4 separate regions of the Zea mays genome follow, and all the other regions are linked to region 1. The links are chromatin contacts, called in public Hi-C maps. All regions are on one chromosome and are shown on one strand. The core of a region is the stretch at or near the end of the contact, and the rest is flanking DNA. Distances in the headings are between cores, read along the strand shown.

The links. Hi-C and Micro-C count contacts between places; a contact is called where the count stands out from the background.
Region 2: a Hi-C map of ear shows a contact between it and region 1, with 1.9 times the contacts expected there. The contact joins the promoter of LOC100501808 here to the promoter of LOC100382448 in region 1. A contact is called at or near these places in 2 of 25 Hi-C or Micro-C datasets (ear and tassel).
Region 3: a Hi-C map of tassel shows a contact between it and region 1, with 2.7 times the contacts expected there. The contact joins the promoter of LOC100281893 here to the promoter of LOC100382448 in region 1. A contact is called at or near these places in 8 of 25 Hi-C or Micro-C datasets (bundle sheath, ear, endosperm and 3 more).
Region 4: a contact with region 1 is called in a Hi-C map of bundle sheath, with 2.6 times the contacts expected there. The contact joins the promoter of LOC100383125 here to the promoter of LOC100382448 in region 1. A contact is called at or near these places in 2 of 25 Hi-C or Micro-C datasets (bundle sheath and tassel).

The regions. Positions count from the first base shown.
Region 1 is chr3:229,187,398-229,190,869 of Zm-B73-REFERENCE-NAM-5.0, reverse strand. LOC100382448 reads right to left here and starts at 1,906. Exons shown (of 9, transcript NM_001175189.1): 1 at 1,524-1,906; 2 at 1,231-1,367; 3 at 1,052-1,146; 4 at 1-950. The coding sequence starts at 1,752.
Region 2 is chr3:228,705,919-228,709,151 of Zm-B73-REFERENCE-NAM-5.0, reverse strand. LOC100501808 (Aspartyl protease family protein 2) reads left to right here and starts at 1,564. Exons shown (of 1, transcript NM_001196463.2): 1 at 1,564-3,233. The coding sequence starts at 1,586. The coding sequence ends at 3,043.
Region 3 is chr3:228,924,208-228,927,659 of Zm-B73-REFERENCE-NAM-5.0, reverse strand. LOC100281893 reads left to right here and starts at 2,123. Exons shown (of 4, transcript NM_001154813.2): 1 at 2,123-2,435; 2 at 2,527-2,648; 3 at 2,778-2,979; 4 at 3,153-3,452. The coding sequence starts at 2,283. The coding sequence ends at 3,413.
Region 4 is chr3:228,812,565-228,815,803 of Zm-B73-REFERENCE-NAM-5.0, reverse strand. It overlaps LOC100383125, which reads right to left and starts at 1,678. Exons shown (of 14, transcript NM_001175791.1): 1 at 1,352-1,678. The coding sequence starts at 1,514.

The DNA of each region.
Region 1 (3,472 bases), core at 657-3,156:
AACCTATCAGCATTACAACATTTCGATGTTGTGCACAACTAAGAACTTCCACCTCTGAGCAGAACTCAACATCACCCTGGGAACTAGCAAGCTTGTGTTGCTTAACAGCAATAGCCTGGCCATCAGGAAGGACACCTCGATGAACAGACCCAAATCCACCTTCAGCTAAGAAGTTTGCTTGTGAGAAACCACCAGTTGCAAGTTCCAGTTCAGCATAACTAAACCAGCGAGGAGGCTTTCCAAAAACAGGTGCCTTGTGCTGACATATTGAACAAAGCGGAGGTGGTCCAGGAGGTGCATTCCTTGCCAACAAAACAACATCCCTGACATCTCCTCGGAAGTTTAAGTCTGACCTGCTTCTCATAGCATTAATTTCATTCAGGAGATCCAGCTTGGAAAACTTTTCCAACAAAACATCTGCAGTTGCAGTGCGATTTTTTCGTGGAACTTTTCCAAGTGATCTTGACGATGCTGGTCCCTGTAGAATATCAGACATCCATGGCTGAAGTGAGAAATTTGCTGGAGGGCTCAATGTTTCACTGTCTGAATCAGAAATATTAGCATCTGAATGCTGAATTTTATCCTTTGTTTGTTGCACCTCTTTCTTCAGAGAACCATTTGTTTCAGAAGCAGAAAACGGAGATGTCCCAGGGTCTGAACTCGAGACAGAGGAAGTTCCCGCTTCAGTACTTCCGAAAGGTGTCTCCAGGTCTGGGCTGCTATTTGGGGTTACAACAGGTCCTCGAATTGAACTCCGTGCTTCCTTAACATCAGTTGCAATTTTACTGGTAGAACCATCTAGCACAGGTGGAACTGCACATGTTGCTTTAGACTCTTTATCAGGAGATCCCACAAGATTAAGTCGAAGGACTTTAGGCTGAGATCGCTTCATAACAACAATGTTGCACTGAAGCTCCTCCACACAACGCTTCTCCTCATGCTTCAAATCCCTGAGCAGCAGCAGCAGCAACATAAAATTTATTAAGCAAAAATAACAATGAAAGAACGTAGGATGTATTCAAGAAACTACTGATTTAGCAGTTGACCATACTTGTCTAGCACAACCCAGCTTGCCTGTGCTTGCTTGCACTCAGCAGCTACAACACCAGAAGGAGAGCCGGAAACAAGCTTATACCTCACATTTATCTGCAGAAACAACAATAAATTAAGCACACAAGTATACAACAATTTTATTGAAGATGTAAACGGGCATTAGCCCCAGCTCCAAACCTTGTCTATGTCATACACATCAATTTTCTTCAACATTTGAGAACACAACTCTGATAAATCACATTTCTGATCCAACATAGACTTATGGCCACTTGCACAGTCTCCAGCGAACAGCGGAAAGCCCCAGAACTTTCTGCCTGAAATAGAGAGGCGTGCAGATACTTTCAGGCAACTACTGCAAAACCAGAGAAACATTAACAACACTAGGCGATAAAAACCATGGATTTGGAGCACATGAGCACTCGTTGATATCCTGATGTACCAAACAGGAAAGCTAAAACCAGAAACAATACCAGAGCTGTGTGCCGGGATGACGACAAGAAGTATGATGCTTCCGCCTGGCTGCACGACATGCGTGAGCGCCCAGATGATGGCCGTCTTGGAGATCTCCCTCGTGGCTGCCCTCACCGCGACCACCACCTTCTCTGCCGCCACAGTGGCGGCGGCGGCGGCGGCGCCCTTGTCAGCCACGGACTTCCCCTTCCTCTGCAGCAGCTGGTGGCGGGAAGAGCCCACCATCATCTTCTTCTTCAAGACAACCAGTAATGCCTACAAATCCAGAAGCTCTAAGCCAGAAGCCCAATTGCGGAAGCAAATAACTCAACAACCAAAGACCCAAGACCCATGACCATGAAGCAGCAAGCGAAAGCAAGTATAAAGCAAGTGGAAGTGATGCTCGCCTAGTACAAACAACAGTACAACACAACAACCGCGTCGGGGGCTTTAATGCCAACGGGGAGCCGAGCGATCGAGCGAGTACCGGGCTGCCCTGGCAGTTGCCACCAGAGTTGGACGCCGGGCCTGCTTGGCAGGCGGAGCGGAAGCAAAAAGGCGAGCAACACGCCCGGTAGAGATGATTGCGTTAAAAAAGGAGGCGGCCGTTTCCCCAGTTCAAAGTGTTGGGCTGGGTCCCGACCCGACCCGACCCGAGGCCGCGGATTGAGAGAAAGATCGCAGCATTTATGGGCGGCCGCAGATGGGAGCGGGCGCCACCGCTCCGCTGCCCTGCGCGGCGCCTGTGCTGTGAGTGTCCTCGCCGCCACTGTAGCCGGGAAAAGATTGACACAGTGCAGTGCAGCCTCGTCCGCCCACACGATTGCAGGCACGCCGCAGGAATCGCCGTCACAAACTATTCCAGTCCTCGCAGATCTCGCCGCGCTTCGTGCCTTAGAATTGGACTCTCCATGTGGGAGAGGAACCAAAACCGGAATCGAAATTTCTCCCGTCAAGGAAACCCCCGGCGGCCCCCAAAAAACGCAGCGCTGGATTCGACTCGCATTTCCTTCCATAAATAACCCGAATGATATATAGTACCAAGTGCGAAAACGGGGGGAGACAAAACCGTCCAATTTCTTCAGCTCCCAATACGAGCGGGCGAAATCGCGTCCCGCCCTCGAATAACCGGAAACCAGAGGCCGCGAAGGGGAACGGACTCACCGGGGAAGCGACAGCGACGAACGAGCTCCAGCCTCCAACCGCCACCGACGGCAGCAGCAGTGCAGCACCCTCTCCACCTTGCAGAGCGACGGCGACGGCGACGGGACGCGGGGAAACCCTAGCCCTCACTGCGAACGCGTGGAAGCCGGGACAGAGGCGTTGGAAGCAGTGGCCATTAAAGAGACAAGTGCGCCGATTGCAATTAAAACCTCATGGCTCCGCGCTAACTTGTACTACCTCTTCCACCTCCTGACTCCACGACCACCACCACAGCGCACAGCCCCCATTGCCGTCGACCGCGGAAGTACCATCTTCGCCCTTCCGTCTTTCCCAATATACTAGCTATGCCACTCTCTGGATGGTGAAACGCATTTAAAAACCGGTAGCTGGGCCCAGAGAGCAACTCCCGTCGGTTTCCAATCGGACGGCCGGGGAGTAAATGCTGCCCAGGGTGCCCTCGTGGTCGTGGGCCGAGCGAGCAGGCTGTCCTAGCTGGGGACCGCCTGGCAGGATCAGAGAGGACTCGTGGCGGGTGTGCGCCTGTGCGGTCCCGCGCGCGCTCTGTGTGTGTGCAGTGGACAGTGACATGGTCCTCGTGGACGTGGTCCACCAAGAGCTTTATCTCCAGTGCTGCTGCTTCTGTTTGTTGCAGCCGCTGGATCCCAGGGTTGATCTGGTCTCTGTTGCCACTTGCCACTGTTTCTGCGTTCACCCAGCGCTGCCGCTGCTTGCCAAAAAAAAATTTGTCTGAACTTTTACAGGCCTTTTCGCTCGATGCAGTGGCCAGTGGAGACAACCGCTACGG
Region 2 (3,233 bases), core at 315-2,814, 480 kb after region 1:
ATGGTGAATTAGTTTATTTATATGCTCAATATAATTTGTCAGTTCAAGAGGACAGAGTGAGATGGTGTATGGGTAACAAAGGTTTTACTGTTAATTCTTTATATAAGAAAAATTCGATTGATCAGGCGGCTGTTCCTTACAGGTTCTTGTGGAAATCTAAGTTACCACAAAAAAAATCAAAGTCTTCATCTGGCTGTTGGTAAGAAATAAAATTCTTACAAAAGACAATCTGAAAAAAAGAAATTGACATGGCTCTAGTGAATGCTGTTTTTGTGGAGGTCTAGAATCGATTGAACATTTGTTCTTTAAATGTTTCATTGCTAGATTTGTATGGAGAGTGATTCAAATTGCCTTAAATCTTGATTTCATTCCAAAAAGCATTGGGGATCTTTGTGACAGATGGCTGAACAAATCTAAAGACAGAATCTCCAATTTAATGATATTTGGGGGTGGAGCTATTTTTTGGGCTATTTGGAGAACCAGAAATGATTGGTTTTTTTGATAAAATTCTCCTTGATCCTGCTAACATAATATTTCTCTGTTGCTTTTGGCTAGATTCTTGGGCTATTCGTCAGAGAGAGAAGGAAAAATAGATGGTGGTCCAAGGAAGCCGGCTAATCGGAAAGATAGCAAGTGAAGTGATGTGTTGGTCGTTTGGGTGGTGCCCGATAGATCGCCGCATTTCTAGATGAAGGGTGATTTTGGCGCATTTTATGTGGTTGGCTGTCGCTCAATCTCTAGGTTATCCTTTTGGTGAACTAGTTAACTCTGGCTTGTTAGCTTCGTAGCTGCACTTTTATTTTCATCCGTTGTAATAAGCTTTGCTTAAAAACTATGGTTTCGTCTGGATAGATGATTAGTGGAGACTGATCCTTGCTTGTTTAATGCGATAGTGTGAAGGGTTTAGCATCACTAGGTGCTCTTTTGTCGATGGGTTGTAGCTCATCGTTTTGGTTTGTAATGACTCATCCTATTTTTTAATGAAATATGGGGCTCTGCCCCTTCGTCAAAAAAGTGGGGTATAGGAGAAGTGTTTAGGGTGAACCGCTGCGGGAGATAAAAAAGTAGTGATGGACTGTTGATGATGTGACATAAAAAAGTGATACATGGGAGAAAAATTTAGGAGAAATCGCTGCGAATAGTCTTAGCAGGCGGACCGGCAAACGATCTGCAGAAGAAGATTTGTTCGAGAATTTTATTTTAGGAAAAAAGATGACCGAACTGAATCACACGTTGATGGTGCTGAGTTTGAAGCACAGCCAATACGAGTCACACGGCACCGTCGGCACGGCAACGCGTCTGCAGCAGGAGCGGGTCATATCGTATCCAGACCAGAGCCAGTTTCCACCCGCCCGCAGCCAACATTTATTCCGCGTCGCCCCGATGCAAGCGGCACGGCACCGAAACATCCTCCGCAGATGCACCTCAATTAACTGCTAGGGCTAGCCGAGTATAATCACCACTGGTAGTCCTAGCACCAGCCCACCGCAGCGCCGCTCACCGTCTCCATTTAATTAATCCCCCTCCTCCCTTCATATATGCCTTGCCACCAACTCCCTCTGCCAGTACACTCCACTTGCTAGCCATGACGACCCTCGCCGCGCTGCTCCTTCTGGTTGCCGCTTCCAATGTCGTCAAGGCCGTGGAGTACCACAGCTTTGTAGCCACCCCGCTGTCTCCCCACTTGTACACCGCTCCGTCCTTGGACGCGGACGAGGATGTCTTCGGCGGCAGCCTTGCCGTCGCGGAGGAGGCGGCCGCGGCGTCAGACTCGGCCGTGCACTTCCGCGTGGTCCACCGGGACACCTTCGCGGTGAACGCCACCGCGGGCGAGCTGCTGAAGCACCGTCTGCAGCGGGACAAGCGTAGGGCGGCGCGGATCTCGGAGGCGGCCGGCGCCGGCGGTGGCAACGGGAGAAAGGGCGTCGCGGCGCCGGTGGTCTCGGGGCTGGCGCAGGGGAGCGGGGAGTACTTCACCAAGATCGGGGTGGGCACGCCGGCCACGCAGGCGCTGATGGTGCTGGACACCGGCAGCGACGTGGTGTGGGTGCAGTGCGCGCCGTGCCGGCGGTGCTACGAGCAGTCGGGCCCGGTGTTCGACCCGCGGCGCTCGAGCTCGTACGGCGCCGTGGGCTGCGGCGCGGCGCTGTGCCGCAGGCTGGACTCGGGGGGCTGCGACCTGCGGCGCGGGGCGTGCATGTACCAGGTGGCCTACGGCGACGGCTCGGTGACCGCGGGCGACTTCGTGACCGAGACGCTCACCTTCGCGGGAGGCGCCCGCGTGGCGCGCGTGGCGCTCGGGTGCGGCCACGACAACGAGGGCCTGTTCGTGGCCGCGGCGGGGCTGCTGGGGCTCGGGCGCGGCGGGCTGTCGTTCCCGACCCAGATCTCCCGCCGCTACGGCCGGAGCTTCTCCTACTGCCTCGTCGACCGCACCTCCTCCGGCGCGGGCGCCGCGCCGGGCTCCCACCGGTCCTCCACCGTCAGCTTCGGGGCGGGCTCCGTCGGCGCGTCGTCGGCGTCCTTCACCCCGATGGTCCGCAACCCGCGCATGGAGACGTTCTACTACGTGCAGCTGGTGGGCATCAGCGTGGGCGGCGCGCGCGTCCCGGGCGTGGCCGAGTCGGACCTCCGGCTGGACCCGTCCACGGGCCGCGGCGGCGTGATCGTGGACTCGGGCACCTCCGTGACCCGCCTCGCCCGCGCGTCCTACTCCGCGCTCCGCGACGCGTTCCGCGCCGCCGCGGCGGGGGGGCTCCGGCTCTCCCCCGGCGGGTTCTCGCTGTTCGACACGTGCTACGACCTGGGCGGGCGCAGGGTGGTGAAGGTGCCGACCGTGTCGATGCACTTCGCGGGCGGCGCCGAGGCCGCACTGCCCCCCGAGAACTACCTCATCCCCGTGGACTCCAGGGGCACCTTCTGCTTCGCGTTCGCGGGCACCGACGGCGGCGTGTCCATCATCGGCAACATCCAGCAGCAGGGGTTCCGCGTGGTGTTCGACGGCGACGGCCAGCGCGTGGGGTTCGCGCCCAAAGGCTGCTGAGAGCCCCCAGGCCGGAGTGGTGAACCCGTCCTCTCTCGAGCGAGGAGAGAGAGAATTAATTAGCGAGTGATTAGCTGGTAATCAAGTGAGCCGCCTTGTTAGTCATAATTAATGGATGCGGTGGCTTGTGGGTTTGCTTTGCTTGGCCTTGGATGCTGTGCTGTTAAAAAAAACGCGGGCACTGGGCACT
Region 3 (3,452 bases), core at 874-3,373, 260 kb after region 1:
TTTTCCCAAACACACCATAGACTTCTATGAGTTCCATATTTGGTGCCTCATACGGTGTAATGTTCGGTGCACTCTTTCTCATTAGTCCTTCTTTGGTACATCAACACTCCTATCATGTATTCTATCTGATGGCTCTCCGAACACTGCGTTACGAGTGTTGTGTTTTTCTTCGGTTCTTTGCGTATCTTCAATTAGACTTCTTCTATTTTGTATTTTGGACTTCTATATGACCTCATAGATCTCCAATGAGTCCCCTAATGTCTTTCTTGAGCTATTGATCTTTTAGATCACCCTTTTGCTTTTGTTCAAACCTATGTTTTATCTTTTGGATTGTATCCATAAACACTAGAAAATAATGTTAGTCAAGATAATTACAGCGATCATCAAACATAAAACTTAACTATTAAATAGGATTGATCCATTTTTATTATAGTAACAAGTCATATGGATGAATTATATTATCTAATTAAACAAAAGGAGAGAAAAAAAGAAACGATGACGGATTGTATGTTGGGCCTTTGAGTGGCTGCTACGAATGGTTGAGAAACGGATATGCAGGTGGTTGTCTTCGGCATCAGCCTGGTTGAATTGACGCGGTAAGCAGAATGCATAGTAGAGACACGAGGAGGTTTTTGCCGTTTTTCCTTCTTTTTTTTAATTAAAAAGGGGTATTTTATTATGAAATAGGAAACATAGTTCTTACTGGCATTTTAGAGATCAGAACCATGAGACTTAGACAAATCCATGACAGCTAAGCTAAGTCATAAGAGTTTTTTTGAGACGATCACGCATACATGTGCAACCAACAGAACTGAGCACCAGACACAGGACCTACTTAAACCAAACAACTAGCTTAAGAAACCAAAAGACGAAGAGGCGCCCTCTTTTTTCTTATTCATCCAATATGCCTATCCAATGGCGTCCAGCCAATAGAGTGATTGAAGATTTCCTTAGCCATTTTTTTTTATGAGCCAGCTTCTTGCCACCAGCATCTTTCTTTCCCTCTCTTTCTCCAAAACATCACATGAATCCAGCCAAAAGCAACATTGGAAAATAACACCAGAGCCCAGAGGGATCATTTATCACTTTCTTATTAAAGCAGATGTCATTTCTAATTCTCCAAATGGCCCGCAAAACCGCACCACACCCTACTGAGATCAAATTTTCTTTCAATTTTATTAAACCTATGATCCCATCCCCAAACAGAAAATCAACATTTCTTGGGATGCAATGAAGATTTAAGGCAGTTTGAACTACTCTCCAGGATAACAAGCAACAGGGCAATCAAAGAAAATGTGATTTGTAGTTTCAAACAAACCACAAAAAAGAGCATTCTGTCGCCCCCTTCCAGTATCTGATTTTCAAAGTTCTCTTTTGACAGGATTATTCTGTTTTTAACACTAGCCAAAGAAACACCTTGATCCTCTGGGGAATTTTGGTTTTCCATATAAATTTATAAGGCACCTTGGCCAAATCACGTATACATCTGGTATATAAAGATCTAACGGAAAACCACTTTTATTAAGTAACCACACAACTTTATCATCAGAGTCAGATAAGCTATGATTACTGCAAATCTCTTTCAATTCTTCTAAAAGTTAGGTTATGCCAATTCAAACTAAGGGCTTTATTCACACTTATCTCTTTATTAAGGGATAAATCAAACAGTCTCTTAAATCTTTCAGACAAAGGGCAATATTAGGCCGCTTCTCTGTGGGTCTCAAATATACAGCTCCTGAGATTAGGCCCTAATTTTTTTTGGATGAATTCCATTTAAATAGGGTTTATGTTAGACCTCCATTTTCTGGTTGCGGCCCTACATTTGAAATTGTTTATGAGTTTTTTCAGATCCCGAATCCATTTTGCTAGCAAACTCATATTCGTACATCCGAATTTTTCCTTCTTACATGTTACTCCTACTAGGAACACGCAAGCGCAAAGCAAATCCGAGATAGGAATGAAACGAGGCCGGGGGAAAGAGAAGCCAAACAGCAAACACACGGCAGCAGAGTGCAAAGCCACGGCGATGAGCAAATGGCAAAAGGCAACACATGTGACTGCTGACCACGACGCGACGCGCAAACCTTAACAAGTCAGCAAGCAGATGGGCTTCTCATCACATATACTCCGTATAAAGCAGAGAGGAGAGGAGAGGAGAGGAGACGGGGACGGCACCGGCAGCGCTCCACAGGCCCAACCTGCCGTCCACGGCGCGAAAGAAGAGCCGCGAACCCGGGAGTCCTGCCTGTCCTCGTCCTCCTCCCCCTTGCCATCCGCCGCCCATGGCGTCCGCGTCCGCCCCCGAAGTGGTGGTGGTCTTCGACTTCGACCGGACCATCATCGACTGGGACAGCGACGACTGGGTCATCACCAAGCTCGGCGCCGCCGACGCCTTCCAGCGCCTGCGCCCAACCATGCGCTGGAACCCGCTCATGGTACTGCTACCTCTCCTCGTCCGGTAACTAACCTCCCTCGTCCTTCCTGAGGGAAGACATGCGCCAAGTCGATTTCGGTTTCTCTTTCCAGGACAGGATGATGGCGGAGCTCCACGCCAGGGGGAAGACGCCCGAGGACATCCGCGACTGCCTCAGGAGCGCGCCGCTCGACACGCACGTCGTTTCCGCAGTCAAGACGGCGGCGGCGCTGGGGTACGCACGGCACAACCACACCATGCCGACCACGTTCTCACCTGCCGCTGCAGCACTTGCGTTTGGGACCGACCGACCGATGTTCTTTGATGCTGGCAATGGCATGGCTGCTGCTGCTCCCGTTTGCAGGTGTGACTTGAAGGTGGTGAGCGACGCCAACACCTTCTTCATCGAGACCGTCCTGGCGCACCACGGCGTGCTCGGCTGCTTCTCCGAGATCGTCACCAATCCGGCGAGCGTCGACGCGGACGGCAGGCTCAGGATCTCGCCGTTCCACGACCCCGCGTCCGCGCCGCACGGTTGCAGCCTCTGCCCTGACAACATGTGCAAGGTACCACGATTACAAACAGCATAGTTTTCTAGTTTAAGATGTCTGGATGCCCATACTCTACTTTCGACACTGATGAAATCTCTGTGCAATGCACATAGTCAACAGTCATGTCGAGATGCGGAAACTCACCGGTAATTCAGCATAAACCAAAGATGTGCTCTTACCACGTGCAGTGCAGGGCAAGATACTGGGGAGGATCCAGGCAACAGGCAGTGACAAGAAGCGGCGCCGGCGCTTCATCTACATCGGTGACGGGAAGGGAGATTACTGCCCGTCCCTCAAGCTGGGGGAAGGGGACCACGTCATGGCAAGGGAGAACTACCCCCTGTGGCATCTCATCTGCGACAACAAGCAGCTTCTCAAGGCTGAGGTTCATCCGTGGAACAGCGGCGAGGAACTGGAAAAGACGCTGCTTAAGTTGGCCGGCGAAGTGATCAGTCCACCTGCACAGGCTTCACAATTTGACTACAGCA
Region 4 (3,239 bases), core at 429-2,928, 370 kb after region 1:
ACAGGAATCAATAAAATAAGTTGGATCAGACCCTTGCAGAGATGTAGAGTTATCCGCAGTTTGGCTTCTTTGGTGCACTATAGATGCTGCCTACTGGTATAGCTAGGGACACACTCAAGCAAAATGACATGCATGAATACAGAGTATCCATTAGATGTTATGATTTATGCCAATGAACCTACCAATAACATGGTATCAAGCACAAGAATGAAAGCAATACATCAAATTGGACAGAATTATAGGCTGTTTGACTTCTTGGGTTCATAGATAGTGATTTGAGTGTAGTAAGGCCACTAAACAGGGTAGCAGGGCAATAATCAGCTATTGAAATAATACTAAAAGAATCTTTTTCCCCAATGTATGTCCATTGTTATCTGAATATCACATAGGCCCTGTTTGGGACAGCTGCTGCTTGTTGAAAAAGCAGCTTATCTGATAAGCTGGTAAAAAGCAGTTTCTGCTTGTTAGCTGCTTTTAGTTCATTTTGAGAAGCAGCTGAACTGATAAGCTGCTGCAGAAGCTGCCTGTTTGGCAGGACTTCAGCTTAAATTTGTGAAGAAGCTGAAAATAAGCTGTACCAAACAGGGCCATAACCTAAGACAACTACACACCAGGGCGTGCTCAACACATCATTAGTAAATAGCAACATGCATCCAAAAAATGGCATTGCCAGTTGATGCATACAAGGCATGCTCATCACAGAATTCCTTTTTCAGAATAATTCATAGGCCAATTCACATTGACAAAAATTGTCCGCCAGTGACCATATCCCATGCAGCATTCAACAATCCTACATGTCACAAGCACAAGTATGTGCAGCATCGACCCATCTCACCAAGTCAGAACTAGATGAACACAGATCCTATTTGTTCCACATATATGTAATGAGTAATAACAGCAAGTGTCTGGCTAAACAGCCAAATATGTAATTGCAGCAGCGTAGTGCCAAGAAATCACATCTACAGCACTAAGCAATACCCCTTGGAGTATGCATTCTACCTTTCTGCCACATATGGATGGCCTCAACAGCACCAACGAATGGCACAGTGGTACTGCTATACATCTACCAGTCAATACTATATTAGCACTGATCTGGAAGGCAGTAAATTTCGTATCCCCAGCACCAAAGCATCGAGATTTAGCGCATCCCACCCGAAGCCATCACTAATTCCTGGGTCGATCTAAGTAGGAGTGTAGGACCCCTCTAACCAACACATCAGCAGCGGCCCATTCACGGCCCCTGGACTTCGACCGAGCTCCGGAGCACAGAAGCACTAAGATCCAGCAGGTAGCAGCAACGAGTGACACAAAGGCGCAGGACACTGGAGTAGGAGAAGGGATCGATCGGTACCATCCTGGACTTCCTCCCCGGCGCTGCGCTCACCGAACACCTGCGAGAACCTCCACTCGAGCGGCTGAGTCGGAGATGGCGACGGAGGCGCCTGGGCCTGGACCAGAGGCGGGGGCGAGGCTGGGGGCGAGCGCTCCGGTGCAGCGGCGCCGTTCATCGTCATCGGTCGTGCTCCCGGCAGGATCGGCTGCGGAGCGGGCGGGATCGGGGCGCGGGGAGGGGGGGCGAGGGCGAGAGGGGCGGGCTACGCGGGCGCTGCTGCGGCGACGGCGATGCCGGCGAGGGTTTGGGGTTTCATGCGGGCGGAATGGCCAATGAGAGAGGGAGAGAGGGGCGGAGCGAGAGCGAGAGCGAGATGGAGGGGGGAGGTGGTGGGGGCAGCCGCGCCGATACGACAACGGAGAGGGAAGAAACCAAAACGATTTTATTTTCCCTTTTCCTCTCTTTTTTGTTATTTCTGTCCTTTGCGTTGTGATGAACTTGATGGTGCCTTTTCTAGTCGTGCTCCGGACTCCGGCGTCATTTTCCCAGGGAATATGTTGCTCCGCTGCCCATCTGCAATGCAAGTTACGATAGTAATTTACAATCAGTACATAGATACAAATTTTTAAGAGAAATTTAGGGTGTGTTTGGTTTGAGGAACGAAGTGATTCATCTTTTTCTCATTCCTCACATTTTTATTTGGTTTGTTGAATAAAATGAGTTGATCCATCACCACTCCGTTCTTTATAAGCTAACAATTAGTATATATATAAGGAGTGAGTTGATTCCACCAAAATTGATGGAATGAACTTATGATGTATCACCTCATGAAGTATTGAGTGACTCCACAAACCAAACACACCATTATAGAAGCTGACGGTTCTAGTAGTATTTCTCTATTCTATTGGACCAGAAATTCTTGTATCCTTTATAGGACGATATGACATTGACAGTTTGACACATTGTTTCGCTCGTTGGTTTGTTTTTGGTTCTGAAGACTCTTGAAATAGAGCGGTCCCGTCGATAGATTTTGGAAAGCTAAATGGTTCAAAATTTAATTGTATTTTTTATTTTTAAGTAAAAAATCCAAACAACAATAAATAAATTAAAAACGGAACAGTTACATTCAACCATACTCTAAACATCACCTAAATAAAGTCTGGTTGCAACTCATGGTACAGGAGTAAAAGTTATTTGGCTTATTGCATTGTCGTATGAGTTTGTAGCAAGGTAAACATGCTAAAATATTTGTACCGTTCATTTTGGATCCGACTGTGATGCATATAGTTTAGTGGAAATTGGTAAGGTCTTGTTTGGTTGGTTTCTCTCGCAATCTGGCTGTGTGAGCCAGGATCACTGAAGTCTGGCTTTAGAGATACGACCAATCTGCTCGTATCTGGTAAGCCTGGTCCAGGGTGCTTTGAGGATCGTGTGAGTCTGGATCCAAATCTGTATGCAGGCAACCAAATACAGATCTCGCATGCGTATAGCCTGGCTCACACTAACCAAACAGCAGCTATCCGTATTATGCGATGCAAGCACGCGCTGATGCAGCCAACCAAACACACCCTAAAGTGATAGTACATATTAGTTGATATGGTGAGTCGTGACAGCAGGTAGGCCCGTGTGTACGGGGACAATGACATCATGTCGTTGGTTTCCTTCTTGTTTGCAGCGAGGAAAGCATTTCGTCACGGCCTTTTGGAAAAGTATTGGCCGTTAATTAATCCAAGAATGGCTTACAAACCGATTACAGCTGTCTGCAAAGCAACATCTACCGCGTCTCTGACGAAACCGAAATGTGTGTAGAAATAATATTTGGGACTAGTATGGGAACCTAATTTTTGAAGGGATTTTTATTTTCTCAAGTTAAATTAATTTATTTTTCCTTGAAAAATAAAAATTC